5 separate regions of the Mus musculus genome follow, and regions 2, 3, 4 and 5 are each linked to region 1. A link is a contact called in public Micro-C and promoter capture Hi-C data. All regions are on one chromosome and are shown on one strand. Each heading gives the region's core, a stretch centred on a gene start, on an enhancer-like site or on the middle of the called end of the contact. The rest is flanking DNA. Distances are from core to core; before and after follow the strand shown. Region 1 holds the start of Sstr1 (somatostatin receptor 1). Region 2 holds the start of Nkx2-1 (NK2 homeobox 1). Region 3 holds the start of Nkx2-9 (NK2 homeobox 9). Region 4 holds the start of Pax9 (paired box 9). Region 5 holds the start of Fbxo33 (F-box protein 33).

Region 1 (2,844 bases), core at 90-2,589:
GGACCCACACGCCCAGGTTCACTACTTTGGCCACAGTGGGCCGACGGTAGCGCGCTGCCTTGATCGGGTGCACCACAGCCACATAGCGGTCCACACTAAGCACAGTCAGACAGTAGATGCTGGTGAACATGTTGACCGCATCCACGCTGAGCACCAGGCGGCAAAGTAGCGCGCCGAAGGGCCAGTGGCGCAACAGCGTGGAAGTGACCAGAAAGGGCACGCTGAGCATGAGCAGCTCATCAGCAATAGCCAGGTTTAGAATGTAGATGTTGGTAGCGGTCTTCATCTTGGCGTAGCGCAGGATCACATAGATGACCATAGAGTTCCCACACAGTCCCACCAAGCATACCACGGAGTAGATGAAAGAGATGAGAATGGCGCTACCCTGTCCCTCGCTTAAGGTCCCATTCTGGGAAGCGTTTCGTCCAGGCTCTTCCATGCCGTCCGCAGCGCCGGACCCCGGACCCCTGCTGCAGGCTCCTTCCCCGCAGCTGCCTGGGCTGGGGCTTGGAGAAGAGGAGGGAGAGGAGGCGGTGCCATTGGGGAACATCCCAGCTGAAGTGGGCCGGTGCGGCTGCCGGCTGGGGCGCTCACCTTGCGCCCTTGCTGTCTGCGCCCTCCCTAGGCTCAAGGCTCCAAGCTCACAGCTCACCGCCGCCTGGCGCCACCCGGCAGAGCGCAGCAGCTGTGGCGAGCGCGGCTCCGACTGAGGCCGCCGGGAGCATCACCCAGCGGCAGCTTGCTTGAGCGCTGTCTCTCTTGCAGCTCCGGGGGTCCTGGGCACACTGGAGAGTGGAGAGGAGAGGCCAAGAGGCTAGAGCCCAGCGCGGCACATCCATTAAGTGGAAAGGCTCTGGACTGATGAATGATTAATAAGCGGCACCATCGCGTCAGCAGCTACGAAAAAGCAGGCGGGGGGGGGCACATAGGTGGTTTATTCCCCCACCGTCATCGCTCCCCCCCATTTCTAGTCCCCTCTAAGCTCAACTCAAAGATTGCTTCAGATTTCTCTCACAGCATCTTCAGGCATTCCTAGGACAGACCTGAGGAGTTTCTCTACATTTCAAATGGGTAGGTGCCAGTCAAGAATGTAGATTCTGCCCCTTTCCACCCGACTCCTACTCTAAGTAAAGACTGAAGCAAACCCCAGACATTTATGTCTGGAGTTCTTCATTTCTTTCTGCTGCTGCTCTCTTCTGGTGATGGGGGCGACTCCACCTGTCCCTAAGCCACTCTCCAGGACAGGACCCTGAACACCTACCTCCTTTCCTGCTTGCCAGTTCTTTAAACCTGTACCTGGAGATTTCAGGCCTTCAGATCCCCAAGTCAATGATGTCTCCAGATGGCCCTTGCAAAGTGCTTGTAAGGTCTGGCGGCGCTCTGACGTTCTTTGCAAGGTCCAACTGCCTTTGGGGCTGGCCGCTGCACAAGTGCCCACGCAAACACTAAGCGGTGGAAACTAGACCTAAGCCAATAGCGGTATGAGCACGAAGGACCACAGTGGTGTGTTAAGGGATGCTGAGTTACAACATCCGTAGCCCTCCACTCTGCAGCAGGGAGTGTTCAGGGGAACTGAGTGAACCATTGCGACTCTCTAACAAAGCATGTAGTTCTCTGAGCCCCATCCACCTCCCCTAGGAATATCAACAGCAGAAATCAGGATGAGGGGCAGAGAGCTCAGGATGAGGCTGGCACTGCCCCAGGAACCTGCCTGGCGCCGTATTGGAAATCCATGTAGGTGTTCACTAGGGAAAGATTAGGCTGCGCGGCTTGGAACAGCTGTGCCCGCGCGTCCAGGCTGTACTTTGTACCCTGGAGAGTTGGCGGGGTGGGGGGATGGAAGTGGAGAGCGCCAAGGCCTGAACAGGCAGGTGTGCCAACTCTTAATCTATGAGTGGCTGGCTGAGCAACTGATGGAAGCCTGGGATCAGTGGCAAGGCATTCAAGCTTTCCTCCATGGAACCCTAAGGAAAACTAGGGCCTTGAGGTATGACCCCTCTGTGTCCCAAGTGCCGAAACCATTAAGATATGGATATTAAGATCCCAGGTCCAAAGCTCCTCAACCTACAATTCCCATCCCTAGTCTAGGAACTGCAGGCTTTTGTTTGAGAAAGAATGGATGTTGATATTTAAGGGACCCTGGAGTTCCCAGGACTCCGAACTTAGGGACTCTTTGGCCTTACAGTCACTTTCTGTCAAAGGATTCAATCACCTATTCCGTTTCATGAATGCTGTTTCCTTCCAGGAAATCCCTGCAAGTCTTAGCCTGAAGCATGGCCAGGAAGACTGGCCTGCTGCAGTCCAGTGCTCACTCGAGCTTTGCTGCTTGCAACTGCTTATCTTCCTCAGTCTCCCTCTCACATCTCCACCAAGAGGGGCACATTGGGAACTAGAATTACAGAAGCTGTTCATACCGGACAATCTAGAATGTGCAAATCTGGACACCGCATCAAAAGCAAAACGCTTATACCTTAATGGCTTGTTGTTTACTCTCAGCAACCGCCTACACATGGGTGCTCCAGTCTCTCAAACGAAGCAGTGCTTGGAGAGAAATAATCACGTGTACTGTCCATGACGGCAGAGCAGTCAGATCGCAATCAATGACCACAGACTCCCTCGGAGTGCGTACAACAGACACTGAATTATTCATGAGAAAAAAATGTTTGAGTAGAAGGGGAGATTTGATAGGACTGGGGCTGTGGAATGCATTGCTTTACCTAAACAAACCACCTTACCTGAAGTGGAATGTGAAATGGAGGGGAGGGAGTTATGTTTCAATAAATAAATAAATAAATAAGTAAATAAAAATAAATAAATAAATAGCAAATAAATAATACAGCATAC
Region 2 (2,844 bases), core at 155-2,654, 1.7 Mb after region 1:
TGGCATTGGTGCCAGCAGGAGAAGTTTGAAGCTCAGTCCAGTTCCCCTCCCCTTCAGGGTAAAGCATGGGGGTTGCCAGGCATCACTCCCCTCGAACTCTGACTGAAGCTCAGCCCCTCACCTAGTGCTGTGCGGCTGGGGATGGGGGCCCCTAGTTACAGTAGGGCTAAGATGCAGCTTGTGTACATTCTCCCAAACTGGCCACCTGCTGGTGTTTTTGAAGGTCCGGGCTGCACGGCTCAGAGACTGTAGAAGATTGAACAAACCTTTCACTCCAGACTAACAGGCCCCCCGAAGAAGCAATGGATTTGATATTAACCACAGACACAGAAATATCGACCTTGTTAGTGAGCTTAATTTTCTTCCCTCAAAGCTTTGGGCGTGTTTTGATGTGCCTGATTTTGCTTAAATCTCACCAAAAAACCTTCTGAAGAATTACCTCCTTCTGTAAGTGGCACTAAAACCGGGAGAGACAAATGACACTCTACCCTTGGTGTTCCTATGACCACCAACAATTATAAAATAACGGGGTTAAATGGAGACGGAGGACCAGGGACTTCCTAAGACGATCCCGTTCCCAATGCTAGCAGATCTGGGTCGCGCCTTCAGACTAGGTCTGCATTATGCTTTGCCTGCCCTTTCTGCCGTTCACTTGATCTAGCGTGGCTTCCCCTCCCTGCACTCTCGACACTGTAGACCAAAGTGCTGTAGCTCATCTTGAGAGCGCCCCCCAGAGAAGTCCCTGGGAAAGGAGAGCGCAGAGCTCTGCTTTCCACTTGTCCTTAGCTACAGAGACACAACGCACCTGGCCGCTTAAAGTCGGGGTTCCCTGCTTCAAAGCCACCTCGGGGGCGGTTCGAAAATGCGGGCCCAGATGGGAGGCCCGCTGATGCCCAGAGCCTTCCTTCCCTTCACGATGGAGGTAGGTGGTGAGGAAAGCTAATGTTAGTTTAGTCGTCGGCTTTGTGTTGAGGGAGTAGAGAGCACTCTTCAAGGAGAGATCTTAAAAAGCAAATAAAACAACTTTCCATACTATAATTGCTATTAATGGAAAGGAGCCTACCCTGCTGAATTAAGTAGTTCAAAACTGCTTGTTCATTATCGGGAGCTCCCTCACTACAAGGAGGGGAAAGAAAATGTGAAAACAAAAACCAAAATCAAGAAGCCTCCTTGACTGGCCGCCGAAGTGTCTAGGAGGCACCTGCCGGGCCAGGAAGCACTCCGCCCTCCCAGCCTCTAGCGCTCCAAGAAAGCTCGAACAGCAGACAAGCAAAGCCAAAACAAAAACAAACAATAACGAAAACGCTTAAATTCCAAGGAGAAAAAAAAAAAAACGGAGGTGGTCTCCAAATCTGTGCCATGCAGGGCTTGGCTGGGTAACCCACTTAGCTGCTGATCCTGACCTGGTAACAGCAATGAGGCTGACGCCCCCGGGCCCGCTAGGGAGCACAGCCCACAGCTCCCCCTTGCCAGGCGCCCAAGGACCCTCAAGGCGCGGGGCTCACACTTGAAGCCTGGGAACGCTCAGACAGGAAACCCACTTCCTCCTAAGCAGTTTCTTCCTAGCCGGATGAGAGGCGCCCAATTGAAGCAGAATGATCCTCATCTACTAATATCCAGCGTGGCCACAAAGCGACCGGCCATTTACGCCGCCACTTTAGACAAAGATATTTGGTTATTCCCGGGGAAGCAAGTGCACTTTTGCATGGCTGAGCTCCGGGAGGAGGCGAGCCTCAGCCCAGCCTCCCGCCCGCTGGGCTGCGGGCGTCGAGATATTCGCCTCCTCCCGGACAACGAGTTCCACCCGGGTTCAGACTCAGTTCCACTCTGCAACGGATCTGCGGGCGCTCACGCGGCTCCCCGCCCGGGCTTTCACTGAAGCATCGGAAGGGAAAACTGCGGGGATCTGAGCTGGGGTGCTGGGACTGGGATGTCCTCGGAAAGACAGCATCAGCTTCTGAAGCCGAAGTATCCAGGCCATGGGCAAGGGTCAGGGGCACCAGGTTTGTTCGAGATGGGGCAACTTCCGTGGTGGACTCTCCTGTTAATCCCCCGCACCCTTAGCCTCGTAGCTCAGAGGGCCAGCGGTGTACTTGCCTGGGCCGGCAAAAGGGGTGGAGAAAGGGAGCGGCGGGGTGGGGTGGGCTGGGGGGGCTGGTCCGCTAGGGAGCCAGGAGCTTGGTGGGGGGTGGCGCGGGGATCGGTGACAGCCTCCCGGAGGCAGTCGTTCCCTTACTCAGCTCCCCCTCCGCCCGCTGGGATTCTCTCGGGTAAGGGGAAAGGGGGCGGGGAGCAGAGGTGTCCCTCTGACGGCGGCGGCAGAAGAAGCAGACAGACTGACAGACACATAGACCAACAGTGCAGCCCCAGGGTTCATCCCCAGACTCGCACACTCTTTTGGTGGTGACTGGGGCTCAGCGCAGCGAAGCCCGATGTGGTCCGGAGGCGGTGGGAAGGCGCGGGGCTGGGAGGCCGCAGCGGGAGGGAGGAGCAGCCCCGGCAGGCTCAGGTGAAATCCCGCTCCCTGCTCCTCAGCCCCCTTCTCCCCCAAAGGCCAGCCCCTGACCTCGGAACCCCGACCAAATTGGACCGCGGTTCCACTTTGTAACTCCCCAAGTTGGTTGCAAAGCAGTATTCACCTTCCGTTCTCCTTTCCATCCCTCCCCTTAGGTTATTCTCTACCCCACCTCTGGCCCTCCCGCTCTCGGTTCCCTCCTCCTTCCCCCCCCCCCGCCTTTTCCTCGCGCGCCACAGGCACCCCACAAAAATGGGGGTGGGGGTGTCCAAGGGAGGGGGAAAGTAATGCTTTGGTTCTCTCTCTCTCTCTCTCTCTCTCTCTCTCTC
Region 3 (2,844 bases), core at 221-2,720, 1.6 Mb after region 1:
AATCTTTGCTGGAACAAATGCTTCCAACAGGTCCGGGCGTCCCAGCTCCATTTCCCCTTTGTTTGTGGCCTAGCAGTTGGCCTGTAGTGGGCTAGCCTCCGCCCGACCACCCAGCGCGCGGTACCACCGGCCACTTTAGGCACGCTTGGTAGGACTGCAGCTGGGGGTGGACGCAGGCTGGGTGAGGCGGGAGGGGGGGTGAGGGTGGGGGCGCCACGCCCTTGTCAGGTTCGAATTCAGCCTCAGCAAAGCCCGGTTTTCAGATGCGGCTACCCAAATGTAGCTCTCATCCCTGAAATTTAGAAACCAGGTACCCAAATAACTAGCTGGATAGAAAAAGGCTTCTGAGACCGCACTCTAGCGCTAGACTGGAGCCAGAGGAAGACTAGAAAGGCCAACAGAATGTGCCTGCTGCTGCCGGATTCTGCCCTCTCCTACCTCCTTCACCCGCCTTCCACGTGGATCATTTTATCTGTGTTCCCTTGGTGACTAGAGGATCTGGGAGACATCTCCTGCCAGGCACATTTCTTTTGGGCAGGCCTGTTGCTAATTCTGCCTATCCGCCCATTCTATGTCAGACGGGGCAGCTGTGGTGTGGTCTGCTACACTGTGAGCAGTGAGTAATGCAGACCGCTCACTGTCCCTTCCTATGCTGCTAACTGGCACCGACTTGGGAGATGAAGGGCAGGGACGAAGCCCTAGTGACAATACCAAGGAAGCTTTGGTAGGCCACCCTAAAATCTGCTACCTCCCTTGGGTCCTCGAATGGAGGAGCTCAGCCAGAGTCCCAGACTCAGGGTCCATAGATGCCAGACCAGGATGGACATTTCGGGACCTGGATGTTGGCTGTTTTGTTGGCCTGAGGAGACAGACACAGGTCCCAAGCTCTCCCACAGGCTTCCAGACCTTTCAGACTGTGTGTGGTGAGTGTGTGTGTGTGTGTGTGTGTGTGTGTGTGTGTGTGTATGTAGGCTCCTGCAAAATCTGTGCCCTAGACATCTGGAAAGACCAGGCCATCCTCTGATATCTAAGGAATGCTACCAAAAAAAAAAAAAAAGTGCGCCAGTTTAACGTAGTTATAAATCACTTTCCAAATAATTATGAGAAACTACCATTCCAGCAGGGAAGCTCCGGGGAAAAACAAACAAGGAATAATAAAGTCGCTCCACCCTCCCCAGCTCTACCACCCAGCCCAGGCCCCACGTCAGCCTGAGAGGAGAAGGAAGCTGGGGCTCAGTTGGGAGGACCATGGTCACTGTTCGCCACCCAAGATGTTATTCACTGGTAACAATCCCCATTATCTGTCCCCACTTTGGTCTAATCAGACAATCGCTAATACCAGGCCAGCTTCCTGCGACCTCTGGGAGGTAGTCTTGCAGAGGGGGCGGGTGCCGGGCGGGGCGGAGCGGGAGGCGGGGGAAGGGGGGGCGGAGATGGCACCTTCCGGACTTGCCCCGGCTTCGCTCCAGCACTCATTCAGGTACTTAAAACCCTGGACACCCCGACTGCGGTTTTCAAAGCCCTCCGAGTAGCAAGGGCTGTTAATATAAATAGGGATTCCTCCCGCAAAGGTGCTGGCGTCTCAAGGCCAGCGCATGGCGAGCGCCTCGCACTTCCATCCTTAGGAGCGGCGTCCCCAGCTGTCCCTGGGTCCCTAGCCTACCCTGCCCCCCACCTTCTTCCCCTCCTCGGCCATGGCCACCTCTGGACGCCTCGGCTTCACGGTGCGCAGCCTCCTGAATTTACCTGAACAGGATGCGAAGCCTAGGGTGAGGCGCGAGCAACAGACGTGCGTTCCACAGACTGCTGCCTGGCTGGAGTCGGAGTGCAGCCACTACCTGTGTGAGTGAGCCAGGACTGCGGCCGGGGGTGGGGAGTGCGGAGGAGGGACCCAGCCAAGCCTCTGGGGTCAGGGATGGAGAGTGGAGATTCCCAACCCAGAATCAGGTTCCTTCGACCCTAGAGCAAGCGCGAAGCTCTGTGGTCCTCAAACAGACAGGTGGTGCGTCTGAGTCCACACATCCTGAGAGTAGATCTTGGTCCTGGACTGCTGAGGAAGGTAGTGGTTTTGGTGTCTGGCGATCCGAAAAGACCGGGATATTTAAAGATTTGAAACCTTCCTTTTGTGTCCCAGGGCTTTGCAAACTTCAAATCAGAGGTGGCCGGTATGGGTGACTCAGCTTGTGGGAAACTAGTCTGCCAGCTCAGTTACTGTTGCGATTCCTTTAAGAGGACCCCAGGGTGGGTTTCTCTGGGGCATCATCTCAGGTCTGCCGATTACTCTTGTAGTATGGTTGAGGTAAGAGTAGGGAACGTGGGTACCCAGAAGTGAATACAGCAAAGCAAATGGGTCGCAAAGCCCGGAGCAAGAGAATTGGGACTCCAGGTGGAGACGAGGGTGGGAGACAGGTCCCAGACACCCGTAGAGGCTGGCCTCTCACCAGGCGACGTCTGCTTTGCTTTGTGGTTCCCAGCCTCGGACGAGAGCGGCCTGGAGACAAGCCCTGCAGACTCGTCGCAGCTGGCTTCGCTCAGGCGGGAGTCCCCCGGCTCCGACCCGGAGAAGAGGAGGAAGCGGCGGGTGCTGTTCTCCAAGGCCCAGACCTTGGAGTTGGAGCGGCGCTTTCGGCAGCAGCGCTACCTGTCGGCGCCGGAGCGGGAACAGCTGGCTCGACTCCTGCGCCTCACGCCCACGCAGGTCAAGATCTGGTTCCAGAACCACCGCTACAAGCTGAAGCGAGGGCGAGCGCCTGGGATCACAGAGCCTTCGGATATGGCAGCATCATCTGATCTGCACGCCGCTCCCGGCCTGCTGCGCCGCGTAGTGGTACCCGTGCTGGTTCA
Region 4 (2,844 bases), core at 148-2,647, 1.5 Mb after region 1:
AAGCGAAGATGCCTGGGTCCCTCTGCTTGTAAGTCCGGATGTGTTTCACCACAGTAGGGGTGGTGACCCGGGGCTTGCTCCCCCCAATAGCTCCCGGCAAAATCGAACCGGTCTCGTTGTAGCGCGCCAGGATCTTGCTGACGCAGCCGTGCGAGACCCGTAGCTGGCGGCTGATGTCACAAGGTCGGATGCCCAGTTGGGCTAATTCCACGATGCGAAGCCGAATGGCGTTGGGCAGCGGCCTTCCGTTCACGAACACTCCTCCCAGCTGGTTCACCTCCCCGAAGGCTGGCTCTGCAAAAGGAGCACAGAGCGCGCCACAACGCGCACCAACTGCTTGGGACAGCCGCCTGCCACTCGGCCTCCAAGAGCGTCCAGGGGCAGGGTTATGACACCCTTCTATAAGGACTGGGGTTGCCCCGAAACCAGACTGTTCCGGCCTGAGCCAAACGTCTCAAAACAAGCTGCGGCCAGACCTCGCTCCTACTTTGCGATTCCCAACAACAAACAAGAAGAGAGACCCAGGGCAACTCCGGACACTTAAAACTCTCCGAAGCAGGCGGGGAAATCGGTTCTGAGGCTCCAGCGCGCCCCTCTTTGCCTGCCTGGTACCAAAACACTCGGCCCTTGCTCCCTTCCACCGCCTTACCCCTCCCTTCTGCGGGGTTAGACGCAGTCCAGAGAAAGCTGGGGGGGGGGTGTTTTTGTTCTGTTTTGCTTGCAAGTGTAAACACGTGTGCAACAAAACTTGGATTGACACTGGAGCTGCGAGATTCGCCAATGCCACGGCCCTCTTCCCTTAAATCGCAAAATGGCATCAATTGTCACCCAGTGGCTCTCACAGAACCCTTTCCGCCACTGACCCTTGGAGGGTGCTTACAGCTCGACGGACGCAGTCTGAGTCAATACAGCGCGGTGGCGCGCCTCAGCTCCCTCCCTCTAGCCCTCGCCTGCTCGCTCCCTCCCTCCTCGGATCTGACAACGTCCCCCATCAGCCACTCACCCATTGCTCTGAGCAGTACACCAACCCGGCCCCAGTTCCGCACTCCCAGAAAGAAACTTTTTTCTTGTTCTCACTGAGCCGGCCTGTCGCTGCTCCAAGCCGAGGGTGCCTTGGCTTCTTCCCGGGAGGAGGCGACAAGAGTGCCAAAGGAAAGAGTAAAAGGAAGTCTGTGCCGGGCTGAAAGAGGCTTGAGTTCTGCATTTCAATCTAAGCAGCAACGTGGGCTGGGCTGAGCAGGGCCGGGCGGCTCAGTCTATCACTCACTTGTGACACACCCCAAAAGAGGTGGGCCCGCGAGCAATCTGCGTTGTAATTGGTGCAGGCCGGTGAGTGACAGCTCAGTCCGGGAAACTCCTTCCGCCGTCTGTTTCTGGCTGGCTCCGCACCTGGGTGACTAAATACAATGAATAAGAGTGTTTGACGTCTTCCCAGGGGCGCCGCAAACAGAGTGCAAAATCAAGCTGATAAAAATGCTGAATAAGCGAACAGAAGCTTTGGTCTCGGTTTGAATAACTTTAAGTGGGTAGAGACCGAGGACACCTTTTGGGGAAGAGATGAATTTGTCAAATTAAAGTTGGAGGTTAGAGCTCTCAGAGAACAAGTGGCACGACCCTTAAGGGATGACTGAGAACTACCTGTCATGCTGACCTTTGGGGACTGTCAGAATCTTGTCCACAAATTCTATCTCCTTCCAGTTCACTCAGGATGGGGAGAAGTCGAGTGGAGGAGGCGCTTGAGGTGTAAGGACAAGAGACTCCTTCCCGTACCCCGCCCGAAGTGGTTAGTCCAGCAGTGAGGGGCTAAACCTCAGTCAAGCAGGATCCTAGCAGAGGCCAGGTGCAGTGAGGAAAAAAAAATTAAAAAACCAGACTAAAGAGGAGCACAGGACGTCCACGGGGAAGGAGGGTTGATCCCCGGAGCGCTGGTGGCAGTGGCCACGTCCATCCCATCCCACCCCCTTGCATCACTCACCCAGGGTCCTGGTTTCCGTGTGTAAGAATTTGCCAGGGTTCTCAACACCATAGAGCCACCTTGAAAGGTTTGATTTTAAATATGAAAGTCAGCCCCAAGGAGGTACCCGCTGACACTGCCTCTGAGCATCTGTATGTAATTCCCCGCGACTTCAGCTTAGCTACCACAGATGCTGTGTGGTTCTGCCTACCTGGGGATTTTTCACTTTCATTCACCCAAATCCGAAACGGATAGAAGAGTTTGGGACAGAGAAATGCATTTCTTTATGGAGACAAGGTTGTGACGTATGTGGACGAAATAAGGAAGAGAAGCATTGTGAATGGATTCGGGTATTTGTGTGACACCGGAAAGTGGATGATATTACTTCGTCTCCATCACAACAGCCCTCTCTTTAACACATATCCAGGATGTAGGTGATGCGCGCACTCTCCCGAAGGTTCTGCACACAAAGAAATCAGAGGAATCCCGATGTTCACCAGTAAATGACAAGAGCCCAGGACGTCTAGTAATCAGTCTTGGAGCTGACCATTGATCTCCAGGCATCTGCTTCTGTGGTGGGTGTGCACCCTGAATTCAAGTTACAATCAAGTTAAGGATTGAAAGATTACTTCAAATGTCTTTTATTGCAGTCAGGTATTTCCACAATGAGGCTTCACAAATAGAAATACTTGAACATAGCCCCCCCCCCCCTTTATTTGTTGGTTTCAGATGTTCAAAGTCATTTCAAGGCTCGACTTTGTGGTTTCATCCTTGTCTCCGCTCAATACTTGTATTGCGTAGTCAGGTGCTTTATAACAAGGAAAGCCAAGATTTCAGAAGCACCCCCAGCCCCATGCTATAGTATAAATTACTTGCAACTCAGAGACTGA
Region 5 (2,844 bases), core at 216-2,715, 1.0 Mb before region 1:
TATTATTGGTAGTTTACTAGGTTCGTGACACCAAACTGTATAAAAGAAATGTGACAGAAGGTCTGCTGTTACATCACAGAGCTAAAGATATCTAGACTAGCTAGTTTCTTAGTGTGGTTTGAAGCAGCAGACATAAAATTTCTTAACCACGCCGGGCGTGGTGGCACACGCCTTTAATCCCAGCACTCGGGAGGCAGAGGCAGGCAGATTTCTGAGTTCGAGGCCAGCCTGGTCTACAAAGTGAGTTCCAGGACAGCCAGGGCTACACAGAGAAACTGTCTCGAAAAACGAAAAGAAAAAAAAAATCTCTTAACCCTTTAGATATCGCTGCTTCCTACAATTTGACTGAGATACTTCGCATGCTGAGAACGTGAAGGGCTGTTTTTAAAATCCCTTTCTTTGGGGGCACCAAACTAAAGAAAAGCTCTCCTCTCCAACTTATTTGTAGGAGTATCAGAGACTATCAAAATAGCTACTTTATTTCATCCATGTTACTTTTGTATACAGGGGTGTGTTGTTACAGAAGTACAGTGGTACACTGAAGAGGTATCCACAGCTCTCTTCACAAACACTTCAATGACTTTAAGAAACTGAAAATTAAAACCTGTCTTAACTTCCTAATTTGATGTTACCACTAAGTGATCGTTAGCTATTAATAAAACATACTAATTATACAGAACTTTTGCAGACAAGGGTTCAGAGAGCATTTAAGTCTGGGTACCAGCCCTCAAGATGAAAATCGTTAGCCATTTTTTTCCTGCCCCTCTAAAGACGAAAGGTGGCGCTGCCGTCACTGGTTCAGCAATGGGGCGTGTGCGGCCTCCGCACGTCGGAAGAGGAAGGTCCGCGTGCCGCCACGATCCGCCTTTCCTGGGAAGCCGATTTTGTCCTGCTCTGAACAAGATGTAAAAAGAAGCCGGCGTGCGAGCCCTCGGGCGCCGCGACCTCAGCCCAGCGAATGAGAAAGCGTCGGGACTTAGCGCAGCACGCCGGGGTTCCGCCTCGAGCACGCTGCAAGGGCCAGACCTACCCGGCGAGGGACGCCCAGAGTGGCCCCGCCCCCACGCCTCTAGCCCCGCCCCGGGTCGCTGACGTCAACGGTCACGTGCCGCGCGATCCAGGCAACCAGGAGCTCCCCCGGTTCCGGAAGTCTCGCAAAGCCGCGCCAGGCTCCGCCCGTCGCCGTGACGTCACTCTCAGTCCCTACCACTACCGAGCCTCCGCGTCCGGGTACCGGGAGAACCACGGTTTCCTCGGAAGCAGCGCGGTCGCCTCCGCATCCCTGGTCCGTTCGAGAGAGGATTTCGAGGTCGTTGCCCGGGCCGGCCGGGGAGCACTTGCTTGCGGTACGGAAAGTCAGCGGCGTGCAGGCCTCCCCGCGCCAGCTTTTCCCCCCTCTCAGCCGGTCCGAGTGCACTTGGTTCCGCCGAGGCGCACGACGGTTCCGCCCCCTTCTTCCTTGTCATTGATGTTGTTGTTCTTGTCAGTGCCGCAACCCCGACCGCCGGGAGCGCGAACCCGAGCCGGGGCCGCCCGGTTGGTGCGGTGGCGGCGGCGGCAGCGGCTGCGGCTGCTGCAGCTGCGCCGGCTGCGGGGGCTGCTGCGAGGACTGCGCAGGCGGCCGGGGACGGGCGGCCGGCGGCCGAGCCGGATGGCTCTGTGCGGGCAGGCGGCCGGCGCCGCGTCGCTGCCCAGCGAGCTCATCGTGCACATCTTCTCCTTTCTGCCGGCGCCCGACCGGCTGCGGGCCTCGGCCTCCTGCTCGCACTGGCGGGAGTGCCTCTTCTACCCAGCGCTGTGGCCCCAGCTCCGCATCTGCCTCCGCGTCTCGCCCGCGGAGCAGCCGCGGCTAGAGTTCCTCATGCGCAAGTGCGGCTGGTTCGTGCGGGAGCTGCGGGTTGAGTTCGCCGCGGAGAATTATCTGAGCGGAGGCGGCGGCCCGGGCGACGGCGGTAGCGGCGGCGGCACCGACACGGGCACCGGAGGGGAAGACGGGGAGGCCCTGCAGCTCTCCTCCCGCTGGCTGGAAGTACTGCGCATCTACTTGGAGCTGGTGTTGTGCGTGCTGCTCAGCATCCGGAACAACAGGTAGGCTTGCGTGGGGACCGAGAGGGTCTGGCCTTCCGCTGGCCTTGGGAAAGATCCCGTGGGGTGTGCCGGCCGGCCTCAGGATGGCCTTGTGTAGGTGCAGCTATCCGTTCCTGACCAGACTATTTCCGGAGACAGAAGAGGTGATAACGGGACTCCTGGAGCGTCTCAGGCATGCTTTCATTCATCCGTTCTTGTCCATGGGCTAGAGCTGCTGGGCAATGCCATTATCTTATGCGTGGGAAAGTTGTGAGTTAAGGGTGAGGCCTGTACAAAAAAATAAGGTGGTTTTCTGATTCTGAATTTGACCATTGGTGATGGGTAATTAATTCATAGTGACGAGGTGAGTAAGTTTCCTTGCTGATGTCCATGATTACAAGAATTAACCTATAAGAATTCTTTAACAGTCCTTTTCTTACCTGAAATAGTTTTACTAGCCTGGGCCATGTCCAAAGACTGGGAGGAGTGCTAGTTAAAATCATTAGGGGAGGAAAATTGTCAGACTTGAAGCCGCATCCCATACACCATCAGGCTGGACTTACTCCCAGTGATTCACACAAAAGTAACGCTACCTAACTTGGGGTGGGATAAAGGAGCTGGGCATACTGTGGGGGTTAAGTATGAGACTCATTGTGCATCAGGACTTTAGTGTAATTCCACCTAGAGCTCATGGCCCATATTCGGACTCCAGCACAGAGTCCCTATGAAAGTCTAGTGCCTGCCAAACCATATTTATATTTTCTTTATCTGGATATT

What was found. Promoter capture Hi-C pulls out the DNA fragments that hold promoters and counts their contacts. A called contact is a pair of places that touch in the nucleus more often than the background predicts.
Region 2: a contact with region 1 is called in a promoter capture Hi-C map of embryonic stem cells, with 9 times the contacts expected there. The contact joins the promoter of Nkx2-1 here to the promoter of Sstr1 in region 1. A contact is called at or near these places in 7 of 39 promoter capture datasets (embryonic stem cells, liver and stem cell-derived epiblast-like cells) and 7 of 484 Hi-C or Micro-C datasets (embryonic stem cells and stem cell-derived epiblast-like cells).
Region 3: a Micro-C map of embryonic stem cells shows a contact between it and region 1, with 8 times the contacts expected there. The contact joins the promoter of Nkx2-9 here to the promoter of Sstr1 in region 1. A contact is called at or near these places in 2 of 39 promoter capture datasets (hippocampal neurons and liver), 2 of 484 Hi-C or Micro-C datasets (both in embryonic stem cells) and 1 of 115 datasets of contacts at active chromatin or transcription factors (embryonic stem cells).
Region 4: a contact with region 1 is called in a Micro-C map of embryonic stem cells, with 9 times the contacts expected there. The contact joins the promoter of Pax9 here to the promoter of Sstr1 in region 1. A contact is called at or near these places in 6 of 39 promoter capture datasets (embryonic stem cells, hippocampal neurons and liver), 9 of 484 Hi-C or Micro-C datasets (all in embryonic stem cells), 4 of 115 datasets of contacts at active chromatin or transcription factors (all in embryonic stem cells) and 1 of 9 other capture datasets (embryonic stem cells).
Region 5: a contact with region 1 is called in a promoter capture Hi-C map of liver, with 5 times the contacts expected there. The contact joins the promoter of Fbxo33 here to the promoter of Sstr1 in region 1. A contact is called at or near these places in 3 of 39 promoter capture datasets (cranial neural crest, embryonic stem cells and liver).

What each region holds. Positions count from the first base shown.
Region 1 is chr12:58,210,299-58,213,142 of GRCm38.p6, reverse strand. Sstr1 (somatostatin receptor 1) reads right to left here and starts at 1,339. Exons shown (of 2, transcript NM_009216.3): 1 at 1,262-1,339; 2 at 1-897. The coding sequence starts at 550.
Region 2 is chr12:56,535,468-56,538,311 of GRCm38.p6, reverse strand. Nkx2-1 (NK2 homeobox 1) reads left to right here and starts at 1,404. Exons shown (of 3, transcript NM_009385.3): 1 at 1,404-2,003. It overlaps Gm26973 (a long non-coding RNA gene), which reads right to left and starts at 1,122. Exons shown (of 6, transcript XR_872771.2): 1 at 806-1,122.
Region 3 is chr12:56,611,910-56,614,753 of GRCm38.p6, reverse strand. Nkx2-9 (NK2 homeobox 9) reads left to right here and starts at 1,470. Exons shown (of 2, transcript NM_008701.2): 1 at 1,470-1,842; 2 at 2,475-2,844. The coding sequence starts at 1,695. All of the region lies in intron 3 of Gm26973 (a long non-coding RNA gene), which reads right to left.
Region 4 is chr12:56,694,024-56,696,867 of GRCm38.p6, reverse strand. Pax9 (paired box 9) reads right to left here and starts at 1,397. Exons shown (of 4, transcript NM_011041.3): 1 at 1,004-1,397; 2 at 1-294. The coding sequence starts at 1,007. Gm15524 (a long non-coding RNA gene) reads left to right here and starts at 2,101. Exons shown (of 3, transcript XR_003950120.1): 1 at 2,101-2,844.
Region 5 is chr12:59,218,104-59,220,947 of GRCm38.p6, reverse strand. It overlaps Fbxo33 (F-box protein 33), which reads left to right and starts at 1,465. Exons shown (of 4, transcript NM_001033156.4): 1 at 1,465-2,088. The coding sequence starts at 1,469.